Linked DNA regions of Danio rerio: region 2 is linked to region 1. A link is a contact called in public HiCAR-type data. All regions are on one chromosome and are shown on one strand. Each heading gives the region's core, a stretch centred on a gene start, on an enhancer-like site or on the middle of the called end of the contact. The rest is flanking DNA. Distances are from core to core; before and after follow the strand shown.

Region 1 (7,676 bases), core at 2,461-4,960:
TGACAGTAAATAATATTTGACTAGATATTTTTAAGACACTTCTATACAGCTTAAAGTGACATTTAAAGGCTTAACTAGGTTAATCAAGTTAACTAGTCAAGTTAAGGTAATTAGGCAAGTTATTTTATAACAATGGTTTGTTCTGAAGACTTAAGGGGCTAATAATTTTGACCTTAAAATGGTTCATAAAAAAATTTAAACCGCTTTTTATTCTAGCCGAAATAAAACATAAGTCTTTCTCCAAAAGAAAAAATATTATCAGACATACTGTAAAAATGTTCTTGCTTTGTTAAACATTATTTGGGAAATATTTAAAAAAGAAAAATAAATCAATGAGGGGCTAATAATTCAGACTTCAACTGTGTGTAGATAGATAGACAGACAGACAGACAGACAGACAGACAGACAGATAGATAGATAGATTTATAGATCATAACAAGAACTGCTGCTTAATTGAATGCATGTAATAGCGACACCCGGTGGTTATTTATTGAATTACGTTCATTTTTGTATAGCGGGCCAGATTCTATTGATATTTATAAAAAGCCTCACCGCGGGCCGTAGTTTGGACACGCCTGGTGTACTGGAATGTACAGTATCTGTGCATCTTGATGGTGGTCTTAAGATTTCTGCCATAGTCATTGATGGTGATGGTACTTGTGGTGCTGCATTGATTTCTGAAATCTTCATACCTGCCTTTTATCCAGCCTCTTTGTTCCAAGTAATTTTTCTTCATCACGGTATAGATGTGTCTATATTGTCCCTTAATCAGATACATTTACAAAACAAAACATCACTTTAGTATAGTGCCAGGGCAAAACTCACAGGTTGTAATAGATCAATGACATAATGTTGACAGTATGTGTTTAAAATAATTGCAAACAAACCTGTTCTGTCTTTAGATGTATGACAGGCGATCATCATCCTCATCTGTCTACCAGTCAGAAATCACAGTTGGGTTGGATGTTGGATGTTTGAGTCGAGCTTCCTCATATGCATCTATAATGAAACATCACATTGTTGTTAACCTCCCGTAAAGAAAAGTTCAAATCCTAAAATACTATCAAAGTTAATTAATGCATATAATACCTATAGTTTAAATAATCAGTACACAGAAGGTTGCACAAGATTTATTCGGAGATTCATGCAGAGTGACAGCCTTATGAATCTGAGACATAGATTTGTAAGATGGTCAAGCACATGCATTATTCTGTACCCATGAAGATTAACCTACCATTGTGAAAAATGTTTGATGATGATAGCCAATAACAATAGACTATTTCAGCTGTTTGTGAAGCAATTAGTAATGTAACTCTGAAAAGCTCAATCTATGTTGAAAATATATCAGCAGTTTACAGCTTATAATGGACTTTTAGCACACAACTATAACATGCCTATTCACGTTCAAAAGAGCGTGCCATTGACTTCTTTGGTCGTGATGTGCTGCAAAATGATCTCACTAACCTTTGTTAAACAAGAACAATAAGACTTAACCAACAAATATTGTTACCCATTCATTTAAATCAGAATTTATCACTGTCAATAACATAAAAAAAACATCAAAATCTGCTTTAAGACGTTCAGTTTTACATTAACTGACCATTACAGCTTGAACAAAAGATATAATTGATTCACATAGGCTAACACATATGAATTAAAGTGCAGAGTAATATATTTCTCTTGGATAATTTAAAGAGAATAGTAAACAGTCGAGTTTCAATCATTTTTCGTGACTAACTGCATAAACAAGATAAACAATAATATTTTATAAATTAATTCGTTTTTAATTACACATAATCACAGAATTAATACTGTTGGATAAGTATACGCCTGTACAATGATTTTTTCAACATCCACGGTACTTTATAATGTTAAATCAGGAAAAAAACACGTTTTGCCTTGTTAGTTAATGGATTAGTCTACAGAAACTTTCTTTAACGCAAAGTTAGCATACACACAAATTCGTTTCATGTTTCTTTAAAATAATTAAAATAGTTTTCAGTTACTACACACGTTACAATCTAACATTGTGTAAAAGGAAAAGGAACTTTCAGACGTGTTTGTAACTGTTAGCGTTAGCATACATTAGCTCCAGTCGTGTTTCTTAAAGCAAGTTACATTTCGTATCAAACTGTTTTAAATTACTAAACGCTGTTACAACCAAACACCGTGGAAATGTTTTAAGCTCTAAATTCGCTAATTATACAGTACACAAGCAGTAAAAAGCTTACCTTTCTGACCGGAATCCACATGGAATCTTTGAAAAATCAAACTTTTTCTTCTTGTGATCTTCGTGCCATGGTGGTTGACAACCAGCTTGTTGGAGCATTACCGCCACCGTCTGGATTGGAGTTTGGATCATGAGTTTAGTAACGCATGTGTTTATTATGAAACCAACTTCTGCTTTAAAAAAAAAACAGTCAGCACAGGAGCGTGCTATCTCAAAAATAAGCGAATTTTACATAGTTTTTCTCTGGATGACATGTATAATCTATTTATAAATAATATTGTTTTGTTTGCGTCTAAACATTGAGACCATCCACACTAAATATTCTTTTTTTTTTTTTGCTATCGTACCATGAATATTTTCTCAAATTATCATTAAACGTGGAGCTAACAGATTACTAGATAAAATAAGAACTTAATCGGTTGCCTTCAGCCGAGTCCTTGCCAGAAGCGGCCAGGACTCTACAGACAGACTCGGACCGGATATGGTTGACCGGAATCGGGCCAGTGCTTTACAGCCGCATCACAGCCGCATGTGCGCGAGCGAGGTGCGGGCCGCACTCGGCCCGGATAACACTCGCCGATGCCGAGTCGGAGCCGGAGGGGCCGGAGGGCAGCCGAGCTCGGGCCGATTACTGCCTGCTATCTGGGTACAGTTTATGAGTTCACTAATACTACAGTAAGCTCAACGAGTTGTAAATATTATATGTACAGTATAACACACACTTTAGTATGATTAAAAAAATACTATAAAGTGATCTTTCCGTGTTTTATTTACATTAACGCAAGAAGCGTAACCCAAACAAATCAGTCAATACACTTTACTGTACCATGTTTCAAGACGCTATACATTTACTATAACTTACTATGGTATTTTCTTACACGTAGGCCTATCCCAGAAATCTTAGGGGATCTCAGTTTTGCGTGAATATCGCCTTTCTGCGTGTACTCCTTATTTATTAACGTAAACAGCGTAACCGACAACAACAGAAAATCACGAGCACGGAAAGGCATGACGCGTTTATAAAGTGAATAACAGCAGGAGGTAAATTAGAGAAAGCTCTATAAACACATCATGATTAACAGCACGACAGGGAAACGTGTTGAAATAGTACATATCGTCTGGTCTGTGTTGTAAATGAATACTTTATATACTCACTGTAGTGCGCTGATGCTGTGTGTCCTGGTGTCGCTTTCACTTTCGGTTTTGCTGAAACTGAGTTCAGTCAAACAGCAACTCACTCCAGCTCCACTGTAAACTCGCTGTACACTCTACAGGTAACAGATGAACTCACCTGTCCAGTGTGTGTGTGTGTGTGTGTGTGTAGGTGTGGGTGGGTGTGTATGGGTGTGTGTCTGTCCGCGCTGCTGATATCGGTGTGTGTATGTGTGTGTGTCGTTTCTCTGAAGCTCAAAGTGAAAGTGAGTCCAGATCAGCAGCTCTTGCTGAACACACACTCCGCCATTGTGTTTTCCTGCTCTAACAGATTCACTGATCAGCCTTTTTTTATTTATCTCCAGCCTTTCGTCACGTGACGCAATTTTATTTCCCTTTTCAGCCACCAGGTGGGGCTGTTACTAGAAGGGATACAGCTGCGGCCGATAGTTAACCAGAGTTCATTCATTCATTCATTTCCTCTTCAGCTTAGTCTCTTTATTAATCCGGATCGCCACAGTGGAATGAACCGCCAAATTATCCAGCATTTTTTTTATGCAGTGGATGCCCTTCCAGCTGCAACCCATTACTGGGAAACACCCATACACTGTCATTCACACACACATACACTACTTAACTTACATTTTTAGTAAAAGTAATTAAATGATTTATTTATCAACTATTTAGTTTATGTTTTTTCCTACAATATTTCCACAGACCCCCAGATCAGCTTTGCAAAGTCTAGAAGGGATACAGCTTTAGTCCCTTTAATTATCGGGGTCGCCACAGCGGAATGAACCGACAACTTATCCAGCATGTTTTTACGCAGCTGATGCCCTTCCAGCTGCAACCCATCTCTGGGGAAGATATCACCTTTCTAGCATATTTTTTGTGTCTCTGTACATCAATAATTACTGATTTACATTACTCTGAGGGTTGGGTTTACAGTCGGGGTTGGAATAGACGTGAATAAAATACAGTTTACTGTTAATTGAATAAATAATATAAATTATTAACTTCAGGCCGTAGCTGTATCCCTTTTAGCAACAGCCAACATAAACCCCTTAGCAAAGTGATCCAGACGGGTTTCCTAGCAACGTCAGCGCTTACTTATTAATATTCATAATAATCATTCACTCACAGATCTGACAGAGGAGCACACTTTTTGTGACAGTTGTCTTTATTAAGCACAAGAGGGCGCCAAACTCCACAGTTTAATCATCAACTTTAAAAAGAAAAAAAAGCGTAACTAATGAGGTATTTGGTGTCCGCATTGACGTTCAGTTCACTTAAAGGGACAGTACATGAATAAATAAATAAATCAATAAATAAATCAAATATGTCGTCATTTACTCTTCCTCCAGTTTGTTACAAACCTGTCTGACTTTCTTTTTGTCTGTTTAACACAAAATAGATATTTATAGGAACAACAAACGTTGTCATAATGTGTTGTTACTACTGAAGTCAATGGTTACCGGTTTTCAATAGTCAATAAATAGTGAGGAATATGTCATTTTTAAGTGAACTGTGCCTTTAAGATGATGGCTCATTCACCTCAAAGCAAGAAGGTCTCTGGTTTGAGTCTCAGCTGGGTCAGTTGGTGTTTCTGTGTGGAGTTTGCATGTTCTCCCCGTGTTGGTGTGGGTTTTCGGGTGCTCCGGTTTCCCCCACAGTCCAAACACATGCGCTATAGGGGAACTGATCAACTAAATTGTCCGGAGTGTGTGTGTGTGTGTGTGTGTGTGTGTGTGTGTGTGTGTGTGTGTGTGTAAATGAGTGTGTATAGATGTTTCACAGTAATAATTTACGGCTGGAAGGGCATCTGCTGTATAAAACATATATGCTGCATATATTGGTGATTCATTCCACTGTGGCAACCTCAAATTAATAAAAGGACTAAGCTGAAAATGAATGAATACACATTCGACACATTGGCTCAGTGGTTAGCACTGTGGCCTCACAGCAAAACATATGCTGCAGTAGTTGGCGGTTCATTCCGCTGTGGCGACCTCTGATAAATAAAGGGACTAAGCTGAAGGTAAATTAATGAATGAATAAATTATTGAATATTTAAAATGGTAAAAGAATAGAATTTCTGATAATCAGTGTTGGGTCAGATATGGAGATGCCCGATGCTGGGTCAGATATTTTCAATTCAGTTTAAATTAGCTCTTCACTTTTTAACCCCATGGTTGGGTTTATCCATTGTTTACCCATGAACTATTGAATCCATATTTTACCTACATTTTACTCAGTGTTCATGATTCTTCAGAAATCAGTTTAATATGATCATTTGATGATCAATAAATATTTATGATTATTATTATCAGTGTTGAATACTTGTGTGTCATGTGTTCATTCATTCATTTACTTTCAGTTTAGTCCCTTTATTAATCAGGGGTCACCACTGCAGAAAGAACCACTGAATATTCCAGCATATGCTTTACACAGCGGATGCCCTTCCAGTTGCAACCCAGTAATAGGAAACACCCATACACACTCATTCACACACACACACACACACACATACACTGCGGCCAGTTTAGTTGATCAGTTCCCCTATAGCGCATGTGTTTGGACTGTGGGGGAAACCGGAGCACCCGGAGGAAACCCACACCAACACGGGGAGAACATGCAAACTCCACACAGAAACACCAACTGACCCAGCCGGGACTTGAACCAGTGACCTTCTTGCTGTGATGTGATCATGCTACCCACTGTGCCACCGTGCCGCCTGTGTAATGTGTAATAAATGTTGATTGACAGATTCTCAGAAAGTTCAGGAGTGTAACAGGACCTCTAGAACATCATACACGTCTGTATTCTCACTGAGCTGCTGGCTTGTTTTTAACTCAGTGTTGGGTCAGTCTCAGTTCTGGCTACACTTTTTTAATTGCGTTTAAATGGTTGTCTATATTTTACCCAACGTTATTGTTTTTTTTTTTAAGTGTGTGTGAGTGTGAACCACAGAGCGCTCGTGAGTGTCAGCTCACACACTCTCTTCAGCTTTCTCTGATTTTCATCTAATTATGAGTGTGTGATGAAGAAGACAGACAGACACAACGTCCTCTTCAATCTCGCTGACATGGCTCGCAGTGTCTGTGTGAGTTATGACACATGCACACACACACGCACACACACATTTATTTATATATACATATATATATATATATATATATATATATATATATATATATATATACACACACTCACACACACACACACACACACATACAATCATGCACAAATATACACAAGAGCATACACACACACACTTATGTATATACACACACACACATGCAGAAAGATTTACACACACAGACACACATATACATACACTAATACACAAACACACACACACTCACAAACTCACTCAATTATACAAACACATGTAAACAAATACATTCACACAAACAAACACACACTCATTCAAACTCACTGTGTGTTTGTGTGTGTGTGTGTGTGTATGTATGTATGTCTCCATGCATGCATGTATGCACGCCTGTGTGTGTGTGTGGGGGGGGGTGTATCTATGTTTTTATATATGTGTGTGTGCGTGCGTGTTTGTGTATGAATGTATGTATGTGTGTGTCTGTAAATTTTTCTGCATGTGTGTGTGTGTGTGTGTGTGTGTGTATGTGTGTGTATATATTAAAAAGTGTGCGTGTGTGTGTGTGTTCGTGTGTGTGCGTGTATGCTTGTGTGTGTGTGTTTGTTTGTCTATTGTGTATGAGTGTATGTATATGTGTGTCTGTGTGTGTAAATTTTTCTGCATATGTGTGTGTTTGTGTGTGTGTGTGTGTGTGTGTGTGTGTGTGTGTGTGTGTGTGTGTATATATATATATATATATATATATGAAAGTTTGTGTGTATGTGTGTATGCTTGTGTGTATATTTATGCATGTGTGTGTGTGTGTGTGTGTGTGTGTGTGTGTGTGTGCGTGTGCATGTTTGTTTGTGTGTGTGTGTGTGCATGTGTGTGCGCGTGCGTGTGTGTTCAGGCAGTGCATGTTCTCAGTGTTCCTCCTCCTCCTGTGCTGCTGCTGTTATTGTGGGTCAGTCTCTGCTCTGGAATGTTCTCCTCAGTTCAGCAGAATCACTGCATTGGAATGCTGCTCGCGCCGCCAAACAACAGTGTTGACTTAAAGGGGCAGTTCACTCTGAAATCACCAATCCCTCATCATTTACCCACACTTTACACCTTACAAACCATCACGAGCTTCTCTCTTCTGTAAAACAACACAAGAAGATATTTTGAAGAATGCTGGAAACCTGTAACCATCGCCTTCCATTT
Region 2 (7,165 bases), core at 4,217-6,716, 120 kb after region 1:
CCTCCTGAGACTGGACCGCAGTGACTCTTGGGAAGGTGCAAGGAAGATGGCTTTTATTTTTCCTCCTGTGACGATGTTACTGTCCGACTGCTTCTCTGAACTCTGAACTTCAGTCGCTCCAATCATTTGTAGAAAGACGCACATCTCGCTTTACACTCGTGTGGTGTAGTAAAGGACATTGTGTGTGTGTGTGTGTGTGTGTGTGCGTGTGCGTGTGTGTGTGTGTGTTGAGGATCAGGTCATTGCTTGTTTTTCTTTTCACTGCGGCTCCTGTTTTAAATCTAAATTAGATGAGGAATTGTGATCTCGTAATGCTGGATTCACACCAAACACGTAATTAAGTAATCGATATAAAAGTAAATTAAATATAATGGTAATGCAAACGATTGAACTATATCGAATTATGATGGCAGATAAAGCTGTGAGTGGTGTTGTAACCACAGCTGCAGAGTATTGGATTACATGTAACCTGGATTACATCTGTTTTTTTTTATCGTACACCAGCACTACTTTGAAAAGATTGAAGTACATAAGAACATATTGTAGAATAACGAACGAAAACTTCACATTGAGACAATACAAAACTATGTAGTTCTAAATTTAAATCATTAAATAGGATTTTTCATGTCATTATTGGATCGATAACTAAAAGCGAAGTACTCTAATGCTGTATTCAGAACAAACACGAAATTAAGTATTGAATATAAAATTAAATTACATATAATGTTAATGCAAACATTGACGAATAATCACAGCACAGTGCGAATGTCGCAGATAAAGCTGTGAGCATTATTATAACCACAGCTGGGGAATATCGAGTGACATGTAACCTGGATTACATTAGTTTGTTTATTCGTACAGCAGCAATTTACGACTACTTCATGACATTATTGAAATAAATAAGAACATATTGTATAATAATGAACGAAATCTTCACATTGAGACAAAACAATATAGTTTTACATTAAAAACACTAAATATGAATTTTCATGTCGATATTGAATTAATAACTTACAGCGAAGTACTCTAATGCTGGATTCAGAACAAACTCCGAACTAAGTATTCAATATAAAAGTAAATCACATATAAAGTTAATGCAATCGCTTAAACAGTGGCGAATTATCACCGCAAGGTGCGAATGTTGCAGATAAACCTGTGAGCTCTACTGTAACCACAGCTGTGGAGTATCGGATTGCATGTATACTGGATTACATCTGTTTGTTTAACATACTACGTTGACTACTTTGACAAGATTGAATTCGATATGAACATATTGTATAATAACGAATGAAAACTTTACATTGAAACAATAAAAAAACAACATAGTTTTACATTAAAAACATGATTTTTTATTTTTCATGTCGATTTAGCATCGATGACTTCCATCAAAGTACTCGGAATTAATGCGGAGTTAAAGTTAATGCAAAAAGTTGAATAGTGGCGAATTATCACCGCACAGTGCGAATGTCGCAGATAAATTTGTGAGCGTTACTGTAATCACAACTGCGGAGTATCGGATTACATGTTACCTGGATTACATTTGTTTGTTTTTCGTACACCAGCAATTTACAACTATTTCATGACTACAATGAAGTAGATAAAAAGTTTTTGTATAATAATAATAACAAACGACAACTTCACATTAATAAGAGACAACGCAAATGTTTTTAAATTTGTCATTAACAACATTAAATCTGATTTTTCATGTCAATATAGGGTCAGCAACTTCCATCAAAGTACTCTAGTGCTGGATTCAGACCAAACTCGGAATTAAGTTTTTAATATAAAAGTAAATTACATATAAAGTTAATGCAAGTGCTCAAATAGTGGTGAATTATCACCGGTGCAAATGTTGCAGATAAAGCTGATAGCGTTACTGTAACCACAACTGCGGAGTATTGGATGACCTGTAACCTGGATTACATTTGTTTGTTTAATACATTGTAATATAGATAAGTTCATATTGCTTAATAATAACAACGACAACTTCACATTAATATGAGACGATACAAAAAATTTACATTAAAAACATTAAATATGAATTTTTTATGTCGACATTTGATCGATAACTTGAAGCGAATTTATCGATCTAATGTTGAGTACAGATTGAATGTGGAATTAAGTATTCAATATAAAAGTCAATTACATACAATATTAATGCAAACGCTCAAAAAGTAGCGAATTATCACAACACGACACAAACTTTGCAGATAAAGCTGTCAGCGTTACTCTGACCACAGCTGCAGAGTATCGGATTACATGTAACCTGGATTACATTTGTTTATTTATTGTACATCAGCAATTTACAACTACTTCAAGACAATATTGAAATAAATAAGTAAATATTGTACAATAATAATAATAAAGACAACATCACAATAATAACTTCACATTAATTAACAATAAAATTTTAAAACATTTTACATTAAAAACATTAAATATGATTTTTCATACCAATAACTTAGAGACAAAAAACTGTAAGGCTGGATTCAGACCAAATGTGGAATTAAACATTTAATAAAAGTCAATTACATGTTAATGCAAAATTTAAAATAGTGGCGAATTATCACTGCGCGGTGCAAATGTTGCTGTGAGCTTTACTGTAACCACAGCTGTGGAGTATCGGATTACATGGAACCTGGATTACATTAGTTTGTTTATTGTAATGTGGATAAGTACACATTGCATAATAAAAACAACGACAACTTCGTTAATAAAAGACAATACAAAACAATACATTAAATATGATTTTCGTGTTGATATAGGATCAATATAAAATGAGTAACTAAGTATTCAATATAAAAGTAAATTACCTATAAAGTTAATGCAAACGCTTGAACCGAGGCGAATTTTCAGAGTGTGGTGCGAATGTCGCAGATTAAGCTACGCGTTCTGACCGAAGTATCGAATTACATTAGTTTGTTCATTGTACATCGGCATTTTAAGACTACTTTGTGACTGATCGAAGATTGATATAGATAGAACATATTGCGTAATAATAACGACAACCTCAAATTATTAAAAGACAATACAAAATAAATACATTAAATATGATTTTTCACGTTAATATATGATTAAGAATTTCCATCAAAGTGCTCCATGCTGGATTCAGACCAAATGCGGAATTAAGTATTCAATACAAATGCAAATTACATATGAAGTCAATGCAAATGTGAAAATAGAGATAAATCAATGCTATAGGCATGAACAACGCCGAGTTTGCCATAATTGTGTCTTGTGTTCATATTCAAATGATTGAATTACACAAAAAAAAAATTTGTAAAGGGAAAAACATCCCGTGAGTAAACTAGAGCGAGTGACGCAGTGGTGCGTGATTGATGTGAACCCAGCATAACTTCACACACAAACACCGATTCTCTTAAAGAGACAGTTCACCTCTAAATTACAAGTGTCATCATTTACGCAACCTGTTAAGGGTTTTTCTATTGAACACAAAGGAAGATAAACTGAAGAAGGCTTTTAGCTCATGATATGGATGTTGATGGATATGTTTTTCAAGATTATCTTGTTCGACAGGATGAAGAAACTTGAGTTGTGAGCAAATGATGAGGAAATTTCCTTTTGGCTGAACTATTTCTTTTACACACTGACAGAATTCTCAATTATTTCATCTTTTATTCACCCAAAGACGACCTCACGCTAGCTCCATGTGGTTACAACACGGTTTCAATCCACAAATGACTTGATGTAGCCTTTATTTCCTTTATAAAACGTGCTCACGTCTGAAACGGTAGCATTCAAGAAGTGCACTATCACATTTTGCACACCGTATTTGCCTACACACGAAGGAAATCAAAGGCAAAGAGTTATCTTTAGTGAAGCTAGTGTGAGTGTGAGTGTGTGTGTGTGTGTGTGTGTGTGAGTGTGAGTGTGAGTGTGAGTGTGTGTGTGTGTGTGTGTGTGTGTGTGTGTGTGTGTGTGTGTGTGTGTGTGTGTGTGTGTGTGTGTTGGCACAAATTTAATGATTTTACACCACGCCCTGCTTTGTTTTCGTCTGTCTCTCGTGAATTTCTTACCCTTCGATGTCTTTTTTAAAAACGTCTTCCTCCCCTGTGGATTTAGGGCCATGAGGTCAGATCTTGCATTTAACTCGCCCTTAAATATGCAAGTCTGGGCTGATATTTGGTAGAAAACACATCTTCTTAGTCAACGACATGTGTGAACCCAGACAGAGCACAAGCAGCCCGGTAGCACCCTGTTAGAGAGCTTACAAATGCACAACAACAATCGCGTTTGGTGGACGAACACCTTCCCGTAGTGAGATTTTGCTCGGACAAATCTGATTGGGTGGGAGAGTGACGACAAGAAATGGACTGATGTTTATCGCCACAATCACAATCGAGGAGGAAAAACGTTGGGATTGATGTGAAATATGTACAGATATAGTATTATTATCGTCGCGGATGTGAACTTTCTCTTAACCCCATGATATGAAAAAAAATGAACATTTGAAAACACTATGACAAGAGCTCATTCCCCAGATTTACATTCAGAGCTGGATGGAGAAACCGATGATGAGGGATGATGATGATGATGATGATGATGATGATGTCGATTCCTGTCTTGTCTGATTTTATTATTTATCATGGCTCTTTGGGCAGCGTTAGCGAAGTGCAGTTTGTATATTAACAATACAGGGAGCATCAGAAGTCGTCGGATGATGTGCTTTTATTCTTTTCGTTTGTTTGTTTGTTTGAAGTCATTTGTGTATCATACGATTTTATCTTTGATTATATAATAATTGTTATTATAATTATAAAGATAATTGATGGGCCTGTATGCATCTCTCTCTCTCTCTCTCTCTTCTGTGTTAACTAGCAGAGTTTATGAATTTGTTAGAAAGATACCACATTAAAAAAAGATGATGAATTCATGAGAATCTGAGAAACCAGCATCACTCAAACTGTTCAAAAATACCACAAAAAAAAGATGTTTGACTGTCATCGTGTGTTGGTGGATCATCAAGTTCTATCGGTTGAATTAAACATGTACAATTGAAAGCGATTTGTTTTTCTAAAGATGTGAAATATTTCCATTATGTTTTATAAGTAAAGACTTAAGCCCCATTGCCTTGCATTGCCTTTATTTGGGGAGCTGCATTGTGTCAAACCGCGGGAAAATGCGCGCAGGGGGCGGGTCGTCAGGAGAATGAAAACTCGCTTTTTCAGTCACACACCTGTCTCTTTCTTAAACCACACATTTCAGTTTTATCAATAAACCACGCGTACATGATGAGATGATGATAAATCGTGAAATAAATCATCTGCTCGTTCGCTCTCCGCGATTGAATGCAAAACAGTAATGGCGAATTCTGCCTTCGGCCACCGCCCTCACGCCATGACAGACCGCAAGTTCACACCCACTTCATTTGCACATCGCTCATTGGATGAGACGCGGTTGCGTCATTTCTACCTACTTTAACCGGCACGTCAATCAAGCGCCTTCCTCCACAGCCGCACGTCGCTAATTTATTCAAGCGCGCCGCTTCTGATTGGCCCGTTCGCACGTCACTCAGCGGATCCTCCGCGGCAGAGGCGTCTTTATATCCCGCGCGCGCGCACAGTTCCTGCTTCCCGATGAGCTGCGGCGTTTGCTGGGATTCATTCAGCTGCACAAACTGACCGAGTTTATTCCTTCATCATGGCAAACCCCAAAGTGTTTTTTGACATCACCATCGATGGGAAGGAGGCGGGGAGGATCGTGATGGAGGTATGGAGATAAATCTGCGTGTATTTAAAGCGAGCGGCGACTCTTTAATTAAAGATGCGCGTGTGATGCTGTGAATCCGTCTGTGCATGAAGCGCGCACACGAGGCTTCCCCCCGCCACATTGTGCTGGTTTGATGAGCGCTGACACTGACAGCCTGCTGACGACGAGTCGTTCTTAAACGATTCGTTTGAATCTTTAATGTGACTCGGTAGCGAGACGTCGTTTCAATGAGTGATTCAGCGCATGCGCACAATGTACAGGGAAAACGCTTTTCACCCGTCTTTTTACATTAGCAATGCCTGAACAATAACGGAGACTTTAATACTGTTCAAAATTACACAAAGACTGAGATAATCAACTAACATTCACAATCTTTCCATCATTAATATTATTGTTGTTAGTAATACAACATGTATAAATAAAGTAACAGATAAAATACGCAGTAGGGGAGTAGATTACCAAAATCCTCTAATGATAAATCTAAATATCTCGCTTTTTGGCGTTTCATCTCTCTTAATGTCTTTCAATACAGTATAATTCTTCTTTAAACACCACTAGTCTTGGGAGTTTTGAATATAAAATATTAATAATAATAACAACAAATAATTCCTAAAACTTTGACTTATTCCATCTTTGCCTATTCTGGTCTGGTGTGTTCGTATTGCTAAAATAATCCCCCAAACACTTACATTTTCCTTTAAACATGTCATTTTTGGATTTTACGAGCAAAACAAATACAATATAAGTTCTATTATGAGTTTAACTTTTAATCTAGCACATTTTTTGTGTCTATTAATGAAAATACACCAGCGATCAGCCACTTTGTCTGTATTTTTTATACTAAAAGAAATATAAATAAAGATTCGATCATGTCGCTGAACGGGAATCAGTCGGTAAAATGATCCGAAATTCCCATCAGCTGCGCGCACATGGAGGACCCGCGCTCTCCACACGAGGACGCGCACGCTTTTTTGACGCAGACGCCATTTTCATCATTTTTTCATAACTCGAGATGCCATTTTGGGAAGGGAGGGGCGAGCGCCGGAGTCGAGCCTTTAATTTAAGCGTGTTAGAGTAATGCTTCTATTAGTAATATTGAATCCCCTTATTATAGCGCTCATCTTTATAATAGTAGCTGATCATAGATTAATGTAGCTGATGAAGAGCGCGCAGGTGATCTGCATAGGAGTGCGCGAGCGCGCGCGCGCTCCCGTCAGGGTCGATGTTTCCAGAGAAATGCGGAAGTAGTGGATTTTTGTTTTACCATTTTCATCACACACTCGAGCTCTGCTTCTGCATTATGACAATTAAACTATAAAACCTTCGCTCGATATATATATATATATATATATATATATATATATATGCTCGTATTGTTGCATAAAAAGGAAATTTCAAATATTGAAAGAGTGGAAATGATTAAAACCAACAATGT

Evidence for each region. HiCAR-type assays count read pairs that join an accessible place to other places.
Region 2: a HiCAR-type map of caudal fin shows a contact between it and region 1, with 5 times the contacts expected there. The contact joins the promoter of ppiab here to the promoter of pargl in region 1. A contact is called at or near these places in 1 of 18 Hi-C or Micro-C datasets (caudal fin) and 3 of 4 datasets of contacts at active chromatin or transcription factors (caudal fin, embryo and pancreas).

What each region holds. Positions count from the first base shown.
Region 1 is chr10:50,329,579-50,337,254 of GRCz12tu, forward strand. It overlaps pargl (poly (ADP-ribose) glycohydrolase, like), which reads right to left and starts at 3,711. Exons shown (of 17, transcript XM_001338221.9): 1 at 3,386-3,711.
Region 2 is chr10:50,443,530-50,450,694 of GRCz12tu, forward strand. It overlaps ppiab (peptidylprolyl isomerase Ab (cyclophilin A)), which reads left to right and starts at 5,467. Exons shown (of 5, transcript NM_001328424.1): 1 at 5,467-5,730. The coding sequence starts at 5,662. It overlaps zmiz2 (zinc finger, MIZ-type containing 2), which reads left to right. Exons shown (of 20, transcript XM_073915289.1): 20 at 1-5,087.